2 separate regions of the Sus scrofa genome follow, and region 1 is linked to region 2. The links are chromatin contacts, called in public Hi-C maps. All regions are on one chromosome and are shown on one strand. The core of a region is the stretch at or near the end of the contact, and the rest is flanking DNA. Distances in the headings are between cores, read along the strand shown. Region 1 holds the start of C14H1orf131. Region 2 holds the start of EXOC8 (exocyst complex component 8).

What was found. A called contact is a pair of places that touch in the nucleus more often than the background predicts.
Region 1: a Hi-C map of liver shows a contact between it and region 2, with 4 times the contacts expected there. The contact joins the promoter of C14H1orf131 here to the promoter of EXOC8 in region 2. A contact is called at or near these places in 1 of 5 promoter capture datasets (liver), 9 of 47 Hi-C or Micro-C datasets (alveolar macrophages, brain, heart right ventricle and 3 more) and 2 of 2 datasets of contacts at active chromatin or transcription factors (alveolar macrophages and skeletal muscle).

The regions. Positions count from the first base shown.
Region 1 is chr14:59,238,864-59,242,324 of Sscrofa11.1, forward strand. C14H1orf131 reads left to right here and starts at 1,480. Exons shown (of 7, transcript XM_001925586.5): 1 at 1,480-1,798. The coding sequence starts at 1,480. It overlaps GNPAT (glyceronephosphate O-acyltransferase), which reads right to left and starts at 1,440. Exons shown (of 16, transcript NM_001185140.1): 1 at 1,363-1,440. The coding sequence starts at 1,440.
Region 2 is chr14:59,190,573-59,193,761 of Sscrofa11.1, forward strand. It overlaps EXOC8 (exocyst complex component 8), which reads left to right and starts at 1,773. Exons shown (of 1, transcript XM_005674519.3): 1 at 1,773-3,189. The coding sequence starts at 1,975. SPRTN (SprT-like N-terminal domain) reads right to left here and starts at 1,649. Exons shown (of 5, transcript NM_001243554.1): 1 at 1,139-1,649; 2 at 52-151. The coding sequence starts at 1,359.

The DNA of each region.
Region 1 (3,461 bases), core at 230-2,729, 48 kb after region 2:
CTTTTTTTTTTTTTTTTAGGGCCGCAAGTGCAGCATATGGAAGTTCCCAGGCTAGTAGGGGTCAAATCGGAGCTGTGGCTGCCGGCCTACGCCACAGCAACTCTGTAATCTGAGCTATGTCTGCAACCTACACCACAGCTCATGGCAATGCTGGATCCTTAACCCACTGAGTGAGGCCAGGGATGCAATGCACATCCTTATGGATACTAGCTGGATTCGTTACTGCTGAGCCACAACAGGAACTCTCTATATATTCTCTTTTGAAACTGGTTTGCTGGGAGTTCTCTGGTGATCTAACGGCTAGGACTTGGTGCTTTCACTGCTGTGTTGGGGTTCAATCCCTGTCTGTGAACTGAAATCTCATATCAAGCCATTGCTCCTTGTGGCCAACAAAAAGAAAAGAAAAAAAGAAACTAGGTTATCTTGTTCTTTTGTTTTCCTGTTACCCCTTCCTACATAAATTAACATTATATTTAAGCCAGTACAAGGTAATATGCCTTTAAAGTGCATTCTTTTATTTCCTCCTAAAGCAAATAAAAACTAATTTAGTGGTTTAACAAAAAAAAGTCAGTTGCCCAGGGTTGTAAATCCTGAGAGCTACAAAGCTTCCACTTAAGAATTTCTCTACAAAAATTGTGAATGACCAACATTCCGTTGGTTAAAAACAAAACAAAACAAAAAAACAAAACAAACAAAAAAAGGCCGGCTAAAGTCAGGAAAGGGGATTGGGGTGGGTGGTGAAAGGACAAATTGTAGATAGACTGGGTGGCATTAGTTGTCTTCCAAAACGACTTGTAGAAAAAGTGCAATGAGGATGGAAGACAAAAACACGATAGAAATTTCCAGAAGTTCCAAATCTTCTTAGGTTAAAAACATAAAGAATGTCGATGCCCACCCTCAAGCCAAATACTTTTCCTCCCGGGAATATCACAGCCACAAAAGAGCGGCTTGGACAGCCACTGGCTAGCTGAGGCGGAGTCAGACTGCAGGCTTCTCACGTTTGCCCAGAAGGTAGCCCGACGCGCCCGGGCTGCAGACGGAGAGACCCCAGATCCCTCCTCTCGTCCGTGGGTCAGGTGCTTCTGAAGGCCCAGCGCCGGGCGGAGTGAAAGGGAAGGAACGAGTGGAAAGGAACCAGAGGAACCATCACCGGGAGAAACTTCTAAAAGCACATTGACATCACACACGCGGCGATACACCGTTGCCTTGGAAACCAAATGAACCACCTAACCCCTCCAGGGGGTCTCTGGACCCACTCTTTTGGGCTAGGGGGTCGCAGCCCCGAGGCAGTCGGGAACGGGAGGAGGGAGGGGTCGTCTCTCGCGGCCCCGCCCGGGACCTTGTGCTACTCTGGGTACCTACCGAGTAGAGGAGCAAGACAGCGCCGGGACTGGTGGAGCCAACGGAGAAACAAGAGTTGGATGAACTGGAAGAATCCATACTGCAGCTGCAGTTCCGGGCGTGAACTGGAATTCTTAGCTAGACGGTGGTGCTACTGCCGCTGGGGGCGGTTCTTCCGCGCGGGGCGGCCCGACCTCGCCTCGGGCGGCAGCACCCTCTGCGGCCGCTCCAAGACACCCCGGGCGCCGCCATCTTAGCCAGGACGGAAGCCGCGCGGGGACTTGTGGCGCGCGCGCAGCTCGTCAGACCCCGGAAGCTGGGCGCCGCACGGCGCGAGTCCGGGGCTCCTTCCTCGTGGCCGGCCCCACGATGGCGCAGGATCCGGGCCTACCCACCCCCGCGTCTCCCGGCTCTCAGACCCTGCTGGATGCTCTGCTCCAGAACCTCTACGATTTTGGTGAGTGCGGGGCCTCGGAACCCACGTGGAGAGCGAACTTGAGAAGCCGAGGGTCTCCAGTGCGCACCGAATTGGGCCGGCGCCCTCTCTCAAGCTAAAGATCAGCTCCTCCAAACTGGTTCCGACAGTGGGTCCGTCTGAGATCACCCTTCTCCTTCCCCCACGACCCGGCTCTGTTGAGTTGTCTTTATGAATCAAACCTCCCAACTCGTCCCTGAGTGTGGGGACCAATCCGCTTGCTTGTGGGAAGCGCCAGACCTTTCGGACCTAACGGGGAGATGTCCACAGAACCTTGGGCTCTCGAAATAGCATCTTTTTCACTTATTCCGGACTTCTGGGAAGCCCCCTTTCCCCCACGCCACCCCACAGACCCGCCTAACCCTGGGGCATGATGCCACCTTGTCCTGAGGGCCTCATCCTTTGGTGTTCCCTGCCATCGTTTGCACATGAAGCTTTTCACGACCTTTCACCCATAAGTTGGCGGACTTATGCTCTCCTTTATCTTGATTGGGGAAGAGAAAAATAAAAAGGCTTACCACTGAATATATATGCGCTTGGCACTTCAGTTAGAAGTTCCGCACACTCTGAAGAACTTGCCCCAGGGAAGGTGACATCACTTGTTCCTGCACCACAGGTAATCTTAAGGGAAAAGTGCCTTTAAAAGCCAAACATGTTTCTTCAATTTGTAGTGTGATCTTACTAGTTTATTTTGGGGCTCAAAATTCTAAGCTCATTAATCAGTGGGAATAATAGCTTCAAAAGTATTGCGCATTTACCATATACTCCATGTTTTTCATGTATTTACTCATTTAATTTCCACAGCAATCCTAGGAAACAGATATTGCCATTAAGACCATTACTACAAAACAGGCGTTCCTGTCTTGGTGCAGTGGAAATGAATTGGACTAGGAACCATGAGGTTGTGGGTTTGATCCCTGGCCTCACTCAGTGGGTTAAGGATCCGGCGTTGCCGTGAGCTGTGGTGTAGGTCACAGACGTGGCTCTGATCTGGCGTTGCTGTGTCTGTGGCGTAGGCCAGCAGCTGTAGCTCCAATTCAGCCCCTAGCCTGGGAACCTCCATATGCTGTGGGTGCGGCCCTAAAAAGACAAAAAGACAAAAAAAAAAAAAAAAAAAAAAGGTCATTACTACAAAACTGATCCCATTGTTGTAGAAACAAGCACTAAAGATCAAATAACTTGCTGAACTTCAGCTAGTCGTTTGCAGAGCCTGAGTCCCAAGCCCCACACTGTCTGGTTCCACTCTCCTGAACTTGTATTGACTTGGGCAGTGGACAGGATATCTATATGCCCTTGTGAATGTTAGAAGATAGAGAAGACTTACTTTCTGGCCTTGAGAAGACCTAGGAGAAAAGACTATTCTGCAAAATCCTCAATAGAGTTAACACTGGCTGGAAATTATGCTCAGAGCCCTGAAGGCATGGGCTATAGCCACTCAGTTTTGTATCTCTATTGCTGAAGTGTAGTCGAGTTGACTCTTAGTATGTATTTATTGAACAAAAGACAGAGTACATAGAAGCAAACATAAATGGTCAGCTGATATTTAGAGAGCTCTGTGATGTTCATACTGTAGGTGAGTAATGAGGCCTAAAATTCTTGTCAGAACCTTCAGATGACTGGTCAGAATTTGAACAGCTGAAACAGG
Region 2 (3,189 bases), core at 523-3,022:
ATAAGCATTTCTAAATTACTGAGTTAAGCATCAGGTTTATGCAGAAAATACCTCCACAAGATCCTTCCTGGGCCTCAACTTTAAAAGGGGTTCACTGAGCCGGATGGAGCACATTCCACCATTCCCTTCGTAGCTGCAGATCCCAGCACACCTGGAAGAAAACCATCCCAAATCTGTAATTCACCGAATGTACACAGGAGGGAATCAAACAGGAGAGAGCAAATCCTTACACGTTCTTGGGTGGTTCAGGCTGAGGGCGAACTCCATGGCAGATGGCCTTCCTGAAAATAGACCCTCTTTGCTGAGAGATGCTTGCAACTCCGCGGGGTCAGGGAGAAATGGGAACAGCAGTGGCCTCCCTTACTCTAACCAGGCAGCTCAAAGATAATCCCATCCTGCTGCTGCCTGTCCTCTCCCTAAAAGGTGTAATCAACCAGTCTGTGGTGGAAAGGGCCAGATCTCCACTAGTGTTCCTCCGAAATTATAATTATATATGAAGGAGAACTGTGCTTTCAACGCAACTTCATATCATATCTTAACTCCTTATTCTAGGTGGTTTTGTATCAATTCAAAAACTAGCAGGTAGTGTTCAGCTACACCTTAAACTTGTTAACTCCGTTGGTGTACAGGAGTCGTTTATTTCAAAAGGGGTTTTCTCCAACTCAGCGGGTAAGAAAAGGGTCCTTTCACAGGGCTCCCGGAAGACCCCCGCGTCCCAAAGTTATGGAAACATAGACCCCTTCCCAAGCTGACACACGGCTCACTGCAAGGCAGCGGCGCCGTAAAGACCACAGCTGAGGACAGCACACTTCCCGGCGCCCTCAGCATCTTTAGGGGCCGATTCTGGCTGTTTCTCCCTCCTGGGTCCTAGATCAGAAAGGGGAAAGGGGTGAACTCATTTTCCTGGAAACTGAGAAACATCCTTCTCTCTCACTGTGTTCCTTACCGGTCAGATCGCCGCGGGGTGGGCCACACGGCTTTCTGAGAGCTAACCAAGGGCAGTGAGAGAGGAAGGAAGGGAAGGGAGAGGAAGCCCGAGAACGGCTGGCTGTCCCTAGACCCGACCCGGGTCACTGCCCCGGCGCCGGGGCAGCGGAAGGGCCGCCAGCTGTCCGGTCCCGGCGGGCTCGGCACTCACAGCGTCATCCGCACGCTCCACTTCACTTCCACCGCCTCCAGTTTGCCCCAGAAGAAACGATCGTTGAACTGCACAAACAGGGCCTGCAAATCCGGCGTGGGGTCCACCAACTCCCAGGACGCGTCCACCAGCGACAGGGGCTCCTGGGCCGGATTGCGCTCCGAGACCTGCAAGTTCCACTCTTCCTGAAGCCGAAGAGCCAGAACCAGGTCCTCATCCATGGCTGCCCGGCTACCAGGCGGAGTCCAGATGGCTCAGAGAGCCTAGCCGTGCTCCTAGGAGATACCAGCTCCCAGGCCACTCTCGGGTCAGGCCACAGATCTCGCGAGACCTAGTAAACTCCGGCTCGAGAAAGAGAACCGAGCGTGCCCCGAACTCCAGTCAAGATTCTAGGGCTTAAAACAACAAAGAAAATTCAGCATGACACCTCCTAGTGGGCTCAACACTTGGGTTCCCGAAGCTTGAGCCCGAGGAAGGTTTCAAGTAGCCGGATACCGCCTTTACGGTTCGCGGGTACGGTCAAACATCAACGTCATGCTCGGCCCATGCGCAGTATCTACACCTCGCTGCTCCGCCCTCCACTCGCTTCCGCAGGAGCTTCTCCGGCGCATGCGCCCTAGGCCACTGGCGACCCTGCGCCGGCGCGCTGTTTGCGAGGGGCATCTTGCGCAGGCGCAGTGTCCGGACTTCAGACCCGGGCGCAGGCGTACTCGCCTGTCTTCCATCCTGCTTCCTCAGCCCTGGACTCGGCCGGGTTGGGTGGGCCTCGACAGTGGCGGCGGCGGCAGCGGCGGCGGTAGTAATAGTGACAGTGACTACGTGAGTCCCCGACGGAAATGGCGATGGCGATGTCAGACAGTGGGGCGAGCCGCCTGCGGCGGCAGCTGGAGTCGGGCAGCTTCGAGGCGCGGCTGTACGTGAAGCAGCTCTCGCAGCAGTCGGACGGGGACCGGGACCTGCAGGAGCACCGGCAGCGCATCCAGGCGCTGGCGGAGGAGACGGCGCAGAACCTGAAGCGTAACGTCTACCAGAACTACCGGCAGTTCATAGAGACGGCCCGCGAGATCTCCTACCTGGAGAGCGAGATGTACCAGCTTAGCCATCTGCTGACCGAGCAGAAGAGCAACCTGGAGAGCATCCCGCTCACCCTGCTGCCGGCCGCCGCCGCAGCCGCTGCTGGGGCCGCCACCGCCTCCGGAGGGGAGGAGGGTGGAGGCAGCGCGGGGGGCCGCGATCACCTCCGGGGCCAGGCTGGCTTTTTCCCAAGTCCCGGGGGCGCCTCCCGCGACAGTTCTGGTCCGGGCGAGGAAGGGAAGCAGCGCACTCTTACCACTCTGCTGGAGAAGGTGGAAGGCTGCAGGCACCTGCTGGAGACGCCGGGACAGTACCTGGTGTACAACGGGGACCTGGTGGAATACGAGGCGGATCATATGGCCCAGTTGCAGCGAGTGCACGGCTTTCTCATGAACGACTGTTTGCTGGTGGCCACCTGGTTGCCACAGCGGCGGGGGATGTATCGCTACGACGCCCTCTATCCCCTGGATGGTTTGGCCGTAGTCAATGTCAAGGACAATCCCCCCATGAAGGACATGTTCAAGTTGCTAATGTTTCCCGAGAGTCGTATTTTTCAGGCGGAAAATGCAAAAATCAAACGCGAGTGGCTGGAAGTGTTGGAGGAAACCAAGAGGGCCCTCAGTGAGAAAAGACGCAGGGAGCAGGAGGAGGCAGCGGCCCCTCGAGGGCCACCCCAAGTGACTTCCAAGGCCAGCAACCCGTTTGAAGATGAAGACGACGACGAACCAGCTGTTCCTGAGGCGGAAGAAGAGAAGGTGGACCTCTCAATGGAATGGATCCAGGAATTGCCCGAAGACCTGGATGTTTGCATCGCCCAGAGGGACTTTGAAGGGGCCGTTGACCTGCTGGATAAGTTGAACCAGTACCTGGAAGATAAGCCCAGTCCACCTGCTGTAAAAGAACTGAGGGCCAGAGTGGATGAGCGTGTCCGCCAGCTCACCGAGGTGCTGGTTTTTGAACTCTCCCCGGATCGGTCC